Linked DNA regions of Zea mays: region 1 is linked to region 2. The links are chromatin contacts, called in public Hi-C maps. All regions are on one chromosome and are shown on one strand. Each heading gives the region's core, a stretch centred on a gene start, on an enhancer-like site or on the middle of the called end of the contact. The rest is flanking DNA. Distances are from core to core; before and after follow the strand shown. Region 1 holds the start of LOC103644295 (translocase of chloroplast 159, chloroplastic). Region 2 holds the start of LOC100276694.

Region 1 (5,416 bases), core at 965-3,464, 170 kb before region 2:
AGATGATGATTCTCCACAAGAGCCACTGGATTCTCAATTTGAGGATCATTAGTTATCTGCCGGATGCTTTGCTGAATTGCACGAGTTCGATGAGTCACAAGAATATCATAGTTCACCTCCGAACCATTAGGGCCTTCTGGGGGGGCACCTCCTGAGTGACTGAGAGTAATAATTGTTCTGGGCCATATTGACAGGCCTAGCACACTGGTAATGCTTCGCAAGAGGAATAGGCTATTTGCCTCCTCTCGCTGGGTATCAAGCCTATCAACATACAGAATAATATCTGGAGGGCATCTCGTCATATACTTCTTGACAGCATTGAGAACTTTCCTATTTGATTTTTCATCCTTGGACGAAGTCCCAAGCCCAGGGGTGTCAATGACACGAAACTTAACACCATCAACAACTCCAGTAATCTCCTTCACAGATGATGTTGCCGGTAGAAAAGCATTTGTTTTGCATTTATCTTCCCCGAAGATGGAATTTATTGTTGCACTCTTCCCCACTCCAGTCTTCCCAAGGACCAAAACATTGCAGGAGAATTCAAGGTCATCAATTGCCTCTGCCTCATGCTGCAAAGCCCTCTTCCAGGCATTCTCGGTCTCTGAGGAATGGTTTGTCATCCTTCCGCGCTTAAAACCTTCAACAAGACTAAGCCGATACAACACTTGTACTGGTACCTGATGGTTAATATCATACCCCAATCTATGAACAAGACGCATGTACTTGATTCGTGCCATGTCCACCTTTCTGTATATCTTATTTTCCTCATCTGTCATCTCTTTCTCAAGGTCAGCAGTTACTTCTGGCACAGGAGCAGAAGCCACACTCGTCCTAGTATTGCTTGCTACAGTAGGAGGCAGACGCCTGGGTTCGGAAGATTCAACTGGGAAAACCTTAGCCTTGCCTTGTTCAGGTGAGCTGCTTGCAGCCCTTAGAAGCTTGATTAAAGCTGCATAATCAAAAAGCTCGATCTCCTTTCCATCCATCCCCTCTACAAATTCATCATCACCATAGATCTCCACATCATCTGAGTCATCCACACCAAAGTGCATGCCTTTGGAAGTAGGCATGTTGTCCTCCAATTCTTTTGCAAGTTCCACAGCATCCTCACTTGAAGAGATCGGCATGAATTTAAGGTCATCAGAAGCTTCATGGTCACCATCAGCTTCCTCATCTACCTTATCATGACCATCGTCTGCAATGGAGTCTGGGTCATCAACTTTACCATGAACTCGCGCGACATCAGATGTGACATCTCGTGTGGCAGCATAATCAGGACTAGCATCAACATTGGTTGTACTAGCTTCTGCATCGGACTCACTGCTGTGAATTTCAGCACCAGCACCATCTCCTTCTGTAGCACTGGGAATAGGAAGCAATTCAGCAACCTCACGATCAAGCATCCCCTCCAAAACATCCACGGTGCCCAGGTCATCGACACCGGCAACATGCATCATTAAAGGCTCAGACGCAGCGTCATTGCCAACCTCCTCCCCCTGCTTGTCATCATCCTTCAGCACAGCACCATCTGAAACGAGCACGAAATCACCTGACGCAGCAGCCTCCTTGCCGTTCTGCGTGCCAATGAAGCTCCCGGAAATGAGGAAGCTACCACCCAGAGAACCCTCGGCGCCCGTACCGTCGCCATCCGCAATGACGCCGGCATCGAGCGCTTCGAAGACGCTCTCGGCGCTCACCAAGCTGTCCTCCAGCGGCTCCTCCGCAGTGCCCCAGCCGTCCCCTCCCTCGGGCTCCGCCCCAGAAACAGCCCTCGCCGCCTCGCCGCCGGGGACCGTGCTAAGGTCCTCGGGCGGCGGTACCCTGGCGACGCTGAAGAAGAAGCCGTTGGACACTTCCTCGTCCAGGTCGGCGTCGTCGCCGGAGCTGGAGGTACCGTCGAAGGGCTCGCTGACGTCCTCCTCCGTGGACGAGAGCTGCGCCGCGACCCGCGGGGCGGCGAGCACCGCTGCACGCGGCGGAGGGGAGGCGGCGGCGGGCGAGAGCGGCGGGGAGGAGGCGGCCGAGGAGAGCGAGGATGCCGAGGCCCAGTCGTCTTCGTCGTCGTCCAGCGAGGAGAGCCGCGCGCGCACCAGCAGCGCCATGGCGGCGCGGTAGGCGAGCTCGCCGAGTCCTAGTAAAAATTTTGGATTCGAAAGCGTCGGCTCCGCTGGTTTCTCTCTGATTAAAGAAATGATTTTTTGTTTATTTTTTTGCGGGAACTGGAGGGGGAAGTAGCAGCGAGGCGTGAGGGTGGATGCCGATTCGGTTGGGTGGGGCGTGGCCGCGTAGGTGTGGTGGACCGGTCTGTCCAACACGACACGGGCCCACAAAAGTACAGTCCATAAAGGCACGGCACACAAAAGCATATATTTAATTATGGACCGTGCTTTGTCAGCACGTGTGCCTTGTCATCGGTCCACGGCACGACCTACAATTAGTTATGTGTGCCAGGCCGACCCAAATATCCCAAAATGTCTTAATGTGCCAGACCGGTCCATATATGTCGGGAACCATAATTAGGGATACCCCGAGACTACTAAACTCGGCTGGTAATCACCATCAGCACAAGCTGCAAAAGCCTGATGTGCGCAATTCAGGTCAAGGCTACGTCCACTCAAGGGACACGATCTCGCCTCGCCCGAGCCCAGCCTCGGGCAGCAACAGTAGACCCAGGCAGATTCACGCCTCGCCCGAGGGCCTCCTCAAGCAACGGGCGCACCTTCGACTCGCCCGAGGCCCAGCTCGGGCAGGCTTCGCAGTGAAGCAACCTTGGCCAGATCGCCTCGCCAACCGACCGTATCGCAGGAGCATTCAATGCAAGGATCGCCTGACACCTTATCCTGACGCGCGTTCCTCAGTCGGCAGGGCCGAAGTGACCGTAGTCACTTCGCCCCACCACTGACTGACCTGACAGGAAAACAGCGCCGCCTGCCCTGCTCCGACTGTTGTGCCACCCGCCGGGGTGAGGCTGACAGCAGCCAAGTCCAGCCTCAGGCGCCATAGGAAGCTCCGCCTCGCCCGACCCCAGGGCTCGGCCCCCGCCTCGACCTCGGAAGACGGTCTCCGCCTCGCCCGACCCCAGGGCTCGGCCTCAACCTCGACCTCGGAAGACGGTCTCCGCCTCACCCGACCCCATGGCTCGGCCTCAACCTCGACCTCGGAAGACGGTCTCCGCCTCGCCCGACCCCAGGGCTCGGCCTCAACCTCGACCTCGGAGGAATCTCTGCCTCGCCCGACCCCAGGGCTCGGACCGACCACGCTATAGGGGTACATCATTACCCTACCCCTAGCTAGTTCAGGCTACAGGGAACAAGACCGGCGTCTCATCTGGCTCGCCCCGGTAAACAAGTAATGATGGCACCCCGCGTGCTCCCATGACGACGGCGGTTCTCAGCCCCCTACGGAAGCAAGGAGACGTCAGCAAGGTCCCGACAGCCCCGACAGCTGTGCTTCTACAGGGCTTAAGCGCTCCTCCGACGACCACGACATCACATGCACATGGCACTAGCACCTCTCCGACAGCCACGTCAGCATGTACATAGGGCTCTGGCTCCTCTTTGCCGGACACGTTAGCATATTGCTACACCCCCCATTGTACACCTGGACCCTCTCCTTACATCTATAAAAGGAAGGTCCAGGGCCCTCGTACGAGAAGGTGGCCGCGCGGGAGGACGGGCTGACGAACAGGCTCTCTCCCTCTCTCGCGAACGCTTATAACCCCCTACTGCAAGCGCATCTGCCCTGGGCGCAGGATAACACGAGTCGCGGTTCCCTTTTCCCCCCTTGTGTTCCATCTCGCGCCGACCCATCTAGGCTGGGACACGCAACGACAATTTACTCGTCGGTCCAGGGACCCCCGGGGTCGAAACGCCGACAGTTGGCGCGCCAGGTAGGGGTCTGCTGCGTGTTGACGAACAACTTCCCGTCAAGCTCCAGATGGGTAGTCTCCAGCAACCTCTTCAGCCCGGTACGCTGCTCCGTTTCGGGAGTCTCGAGTTCATGTCCCTCGACGGCAGCTACGACATGGTACTCCTTCCTCCGCCGCGCGACAGCGACAATGGCGGCCGTCAACCCGCCCGGTGGCGGCGAACTCGACGACGTCTTCCCCCCATGACGGAAGAGCAACATCCAGGTCTGTCCCGCCACCTTCCTCGCCGCAGGAGAAGGAGGCGGGGCAACCGTGGCCAAATAGGAGGTGGCACCTCGTCGGTCGTCGTGCGAGTCGACGGCGCCGGCGCCCCCGCGGGGGACACGTCTGGTGTTGACCTCGCGCCTGAGACGACGACGAGCGTTGTTTCCCCGCAACACGCCACCCTAAGCAGACAGATGACGCCAGGACGCTCGCGAAGGACTTGCTGGGCGTTAGCCTCGTACCTAAGATAACGGTGCAGTTCATCCCCGACACGACTTCGTCACCGTCCATCGATCAGGAGGTACCGTCCGTTTTCCACCCTGTGCCTTTTAGATTCAGCTTCGACCCACCAAGCGACCCCGCTTCGGTGGACGCTTTCATAAAGGCATATCCTAACCTTCTGGGGTACCATATGTGGTCAACCTGGGACCGACTGACGGTCGTCTCGACCTACGGGCCCCCGGGCTCCGAGGAAGATGACGAGCCCGACTCTGGTTGGGATTTCTCCGGGCTCGGTAACCCCAGTGCCATGCGAGACTTCATGACCGCATGCGACTACTGCCTCTCCGATTGCTCCGATGGTGGCCACAGCCTTGACGACGAGGACTGTGGCCCAAGTCGCGAATGTTTCCACGTCGATCTAGGGGGTCTCGACGAAGGCAACCACCTTGGTATGCCGGAGGACGACGATCCCCCTAGGCCTGCGCCTCGCGTTGACATCCTTCGGGAGCTAGCTGTGGTCCCAGTCCCTGCGGGGGGTCAGGACACACAGCTCGAGCAAATCCACGAGATGCAGGCCAAGCTCGACGAGGAAGCAGGACAACTTGTGCAGCTCCGGCAGAACATCGGGCAGGAGTGGGCAGGCCGAGCACCAGCCAGAGAAACGTGTCATCCGGCCCAGGACGTCCAGCACCGCATCACTGACGATGTCAGGGCAAGGCTGCCCCCGGCTTCTAGTGGGGTCGGCCAGAACCTGGCTGCAGCAGCAATACTACTCCGAGCGATGCCGGAGCCATCCACCACCGAGGGGCAGCGTATCCAGGGAGAACTCAAGAACCTCCTGGAGGATGTCGCGGTCCGACGGGCCGAAAGCTCTGCCTTCCAAAGGCAAGGGTACCCCCCGGAGCATCGCGTCGCGACTTCCTGATTCATGCGGGAAGCCTCGGTTCACACCGGGCGCACGCGGGAAGCGACGCCCGCAGCCCCGGGTCGCCTTGGCAACGAGCACCACCGCCGCGACCGACGAGCCCACCTCGACGAGAAGGTGCACCGAGGCTACCA
Region 2 (4,931 bases), core at 1,198-3,697:
CCGTCAGCAGTGCTGACAGTGACACCCATGGTGGCAGAACCGGGAGGGTCGTGGTAGCTGCGTGAGACGGAGCCCCACAGCACAGGCGGAACGTGGTAGCTGTGGCCTGTTGGAGAATGGAGCCACCGCACAGCACGGCACGGCCATGGATCATGGACGGAGCATGGGAGGGGCAGAGTTCGCCCATGCCATGACTGCCCCAGCCGTGCCACGCGGCGGCACCCTGCAGCCATGTGTCCGCCTGCCACAGCACAGTCCAGTCCTCGCCTCCGTCCTTTCCGTCGGCGTGATTGCGTGATTTCGTGCGTGCGTGTGCGCGTGACATCAACCCAACCATCAGTAGTAGCATCCAAAGGACGGACGAACGAACGAAAGCAAGCAGCCGTGGGCGTGGCTTTGCTTCGCTTCGCTTCCCGAAACGAGCGCCACGATGCTTACCATGGATGTCGTCATCGCACGCACCACCAGCGCCGTCGCTGTCGATGTCGATCGACCGGCCGGCCGCTGTTTGGGGGCGGACACAACACAGGAGGGAAACCCAGACCATGGGCAAGAATCATCACCATCATCATCATCATCAATCAACAAGAACAGCCCCAACAAACAACCAGGATCACAAGACCCCCGCGGACCGGGCCATCATCGTCTGTTTCCATCGAATCGAATGACCTGGCCAGGACAAAGGAACAAACATGGCGGCCGGGACCGGGAGAGCGCGGAATGATGCAATCCCTCCCTTGCCGGAAGAGGAAAAATCCTTCTGGAACTTTCCGGCACCCACCACTTCAGTCAGGGCCGGCTTCTCCAGCTATGGTAAAATAAAGACGACGACGAGAGAAGCAACAGGTGATTGCAAAGCTGCCGCGAGTGTTTGGAACGCGACTTCCCTTTCAGGAAACAGCCACCGACTCGCCGCGGCTGGGTGCGTGCGTGCTTGCCCAATGCTGGCCTGCCGCTGACCATTTCGCGTGCCCAGATCCGCGAGGTTGAAGGCTTCAACTTTCGAAAACCAAGCAAGTTCGAATCAGATTGACGCGATTCGAGAGCGCGCTGTGCTGGTAGCTGGAAAGCACCCGGGCATCTCCACCAAAAGCACGCCCAGATCCAGCAAGAGCACAGGACTAGCGTTAGGATTGCAAGAATGACCAACCATATAATCTCTCCTTACATTGCAAGAGAAGGTTACAGCAGGACAGCTACTACTAGCACACTACTAGCGGCAGGATTACAACTAGAGGAGGCGGTGGCAAGAACACAGCAAGCAACGGGAGGGGGAGAGAGGAACAGAGCTGCTAGCCTAGCGCGGACACGGATTATTAACTCGCCTTGTTCGAACCGACGAGCTACTACTTAGCCGGGAAAACTTAGCATAGATCCAGACGGACGGATCTGTCTGGGGCTCAGATCATGCCGCACGTCCAGCGAATCGGGCCCTCCTCTCCTTTCGCCGCCTTTGGGCGCGGCGTCTCGGGGGCCGGCGCGGTTGCTAGCCAAGTCAGGCGTACACGACGCCGGAGGAGAGCGCCATGAGCAGGATGGCCGCGCGCTCCTCCTCGCCCAGGCGGCGCCTCCGCCGCATCCGCCGCCGCTGCTTCAGCACCACCTCCTTGCCGAACCCCACCGCGCGGAGCTCCACGGTGACCTCGTCCGCCTCCTTGTTCCGCTCCCGCTCACGCTCCCGCTCCCGCTTGGAGGAGGCGGCGGCCGCCGCCGCGGTGGCCTTCTTCTTCCGCTGCTGCTGCTGGTGCTCGCTGCCGCCGGCGGTGGCGGCCTTGCTGCTGGACTCGAGGCCCATGGCCTCCCGTCTCTTCTTCCGGTACCGGATCCCGCACGCGTTGCACAGCGACTGCGGTCACAGATCGGGAGCTGGTTAGAGCAGGACGGCACAGATCGGGGACGAAAAGGGCACCCGGAGCCGCGCTAGGGTTCCGGGGAGCGAGATCGGGACTGCGCTGCTCACCATGGGTCCGCAGGGCCCCCCGCGCCAGAGCGGGGTCTTGGTGGTGTGGCACTCGGTGCAGGCCTTGGTTTCGCCGGACGCCGGCGCGCGCTCGTCCGGATCCAGCGCCACGCTCCCCTGCTGCGACACAGGACGGAAACAAGCAGCCGCGGCTAATTAAGACCCGCACCAACCAATCATCGGGGCACAGATCGGGAGAAGAGACCGCGGATCGGAGCTCACCTTCTCGACGGATGAGTCCATCTCCGGCGACAGGACCGGCGGATCTACCACCGCGGAACTACCGCTCCCTTCCTCCTCCGTCTCCAGCCTCGCGGAACCCCCGGCCGAGCGCTCCTGCGCTCGCCGCCACTCCCACTGCGCGGATCGGGAGCTCGATCCGCCGCGGAGGACACCACTGCTGCGCGGATCTGGCGCGTCGTCGGCGGGGGCGGCAGAGCGAGCGAAGGTACTAGGGGTTAGGAGCGGGAGAAGCGTCGAGTGGAGGGAACCGAGGCGTGCGATCTGTTGTGCGCGGGTGGAGTGGAGTGGGGTGGGTTGGGGGTGAGAGGGGGTGGGGAGAGAAGAAAAAGGGGCGCTGTCCGAGGGTTTGATCTCAAAAATGGAGGAGGGAAAGAGGGGCGCGGCCGTGGAGGGAAAACGGAAATCCGTGGAGCGAAATTTTGGGCTGAATGTTTGTGTGTGCGCCACGGCTGAGCAGCAGCAGCTTCAGCTCCAGCTCGGGCAATCTGTTCAAACCACGCAATCAGTTCTGGTGTTCCAAGTAAAGCCACAGGTCTACAGTCTACTAGGCAATAGCCATACCTGGCCCCAGCTACCAGAGGGTGGCGGCGGCACTTCTGCTCCATACTCTCCCAAGCCCAGGTTCCTCACCAGTGCAACTTTCGATGCGGCCAGCCACACGGGCGACCACGCGCGGCCGCGCCGCACCAGATCCGGCCCGGACCGACACTACGACCCAAAAAGAGGAGGCGCGGCTCGGCGCACGCAACAGCGTCCCGGGAAACGTCCGCCGCTGTCCGCTGTTCGCACCGTGCCAGCCGATCCAGTGCGGGCCGGGGCTGGCGGCAGGAGTGCAGGCCCGCGCTGTCCGCCGCGGGAAAACCCTAAATTTCCCCGCCCTCGACGAATTGACGGAACTGCCCCTCGCGCGCTTTGACCGTCCAGCTGGGCTGGGCCCGCGCGAAGCTGCTGGAAGCGTCGTGGACCCGGCGGTGGGCCTCTCGGTTGGTGGGCCTGGACGCGTCTGCAGGCGCCACGGCCCGAAACCGAATAGCGTACCGCTGATTAGGCCCAGTACCAGCCCACGGGCGGGCGAGCTCGCATAAACCCTAGATAGGGCATGTCGGGTCTGGTGGGAAACCCTTTCATCGTCCTCCTGCGTCGCCAGAGCGGAGCAACGAGGGGCGCGCGCGATGGCAGGCGGCGGTCTCCAGGGAGCGAAGAAGCGCAAGCGCGAGCACGCGGAAGGGAAGGCAAAGCCTCGGAAGCAAGTCAAGGGAGGCGGGGACGGAGCGAAGCGGAAGAGCCACTCGGCCGCCGGCGGCTACACGGCCCATGGCGGCGCCGGCGAAGTTGTCGCGAGGAAGAAGACCCCGGTTACCCCCAAGGAGAAGCGCCTCGCGGCCAAGGTATCTCTTAATTGCTCGTTTGTGCTCCGAAGCGCCTTTGTATGTCCCCGAGCTTAGGTTGACGGACGGGCTGGACTGTGCCAGGAAATGTCGGAGGCCAGGAAGATGAAGAGGAGGCAGCATTACAGCCTTGAGAAGGTACTTCAGTGCTGTTTTTCCGCACCATATGTTCCAGTTTGGGGCTTGCACCACCTATGTTCAGGTCATATTATAAATTAAGATTCTTGTTGTAATACTTTTGCTGACAAGCTGCATCCTGACTTGCACTATGATGGATCGGTCCGATGTGGACAGAGTTTATGTTAAACACATCAGCCTGTATGTAGTCATATGTCCAGAGAGCCAGTTTCTGCAACTAGGTTTTGCTTGCACTACTTACTTATTGAACGGTTCTTTTGATGATTGCTATTATGTGCTCTACTATCCAAGCCTGATTTTTGCCTTTTTCGATTTTGAATTTGGGTGTTGCCTCCACTAAGATCATCAACACCAACAAGTTCTTCAACCTTGACTGATGTTTGTGGTGACAGTAAACTCGTCAGGTTGCTAAATTCAATGCTTGTTTGCTCTGTTTGACCCTGAATACTGGCCAGGAACTAACGAAATTGTGGGAAAAGATGAGATGTCACGATGTGAGCAAAGAGGAGAGGTCCAAGTAAGCAATAGGGTCAGTCTTGTATCTTTATGTTTGCATTCATACATTGACATAATTGTCACCATTCCAGGGCAGTAAGTCAGGCTATCCATAAAATGGATGGGAAATATTTGGACATTGCCACATCACATGTTACTGCACGTGTTCTTCAAGTAAGCTTAGCACACACAGTATTTGTCAATCTGCTGCGTTTTTTGTTATGTTGCCTGTGTCCTGGCTTTTGATGATCAGTTGCTCACTGTCGTTTGGCAGACATGTGTAAAGTGGTGCTCGGAGTCAGAGAGGGATGCTATCTTTGATGTTCTACAGCCACATTTGCTTACCCTTTCTTGCAAGAAATATGCCGTTTTTCTTGTAAAGAAGCTTATAGAACTCGGTACATTTCGTACAGCTTTATATACAGATCAGATCATGTGTGGTCATGTTGCTATGTTAGAATGTTACATGATAGTTTGATACGACCCTTAGCTGCATTAACATGATGCTATTTGTGGTTGCAGCCTCTAAAAAACAGTTTGCCAGTTTCATATCTTCCCTTCATGGTCGTGTTGCCAACCTTCTTCATCATACTATTGGAGCTGCAGGTGTGTGTTCAAAACTCCCCATTTTCTTTTCTCATGTGTGTAGAGAACTGCCAAAGTAAATGTTTGCATGCCACTTGGATGCACATGTTCCTATAAGTAAC

The links. Hi-C and Micro-C count contacts between places; a contact is called where the count stands out from the background.
Region 1: a Hi-C map of leaf mesophyll shows a contact between it and region 2, with 1.9 times the contacts expected there. The contact joins the promoter of LOC103644295 here to the promoter of LOC100276694 in region 2. A contact is called at or near these places in 9 of 25 Hi-C or Micro-C datasets (bundle sheath, ear, endosperm and 4 more).

Annotation. Positions count from the first base shown.
Region 1 is chr1:302,927,410-302,932,825 of Zm-B73-REFERENCE-NAM-5.0, reverse strand. It overlaps LOC103644295 (translocase of chloroplast 159, chloroplastic), which reads right to left and starts at 2,214. Exons shown (of 2, transcript XM_008667502.3): 1 at 1-2,214. The coding sequence starts at 2,105.
Region 2 is chr1:302,756,568-302,761,498 of Zm-B73-REFERENCE-NAM-5.0, reverse strand. It overlaps LOC100276694, which reads right to left and starts at 2,447. Exons shown (of 3, transcript NM_001374068.1): 1 at 2,183-2,447; 2 at 1,961-2,077; 3 at 1,143-1,846. The coding sequence starts at 2,203. The coding sequence ends at 1,496. It overlaps LOC100191998, which reads left to right and starts at 3,295. Exons shown (of 17, transcript NM_001137422.1): 1 at 3,295-3,591; 2 at 3,676-3,729; 3 at 4,185-4,246; 4 at 4,317-4,398; 5 at 4,499-4,622; 6 at 4,747-4,830. The coding sequence starts at 3,376.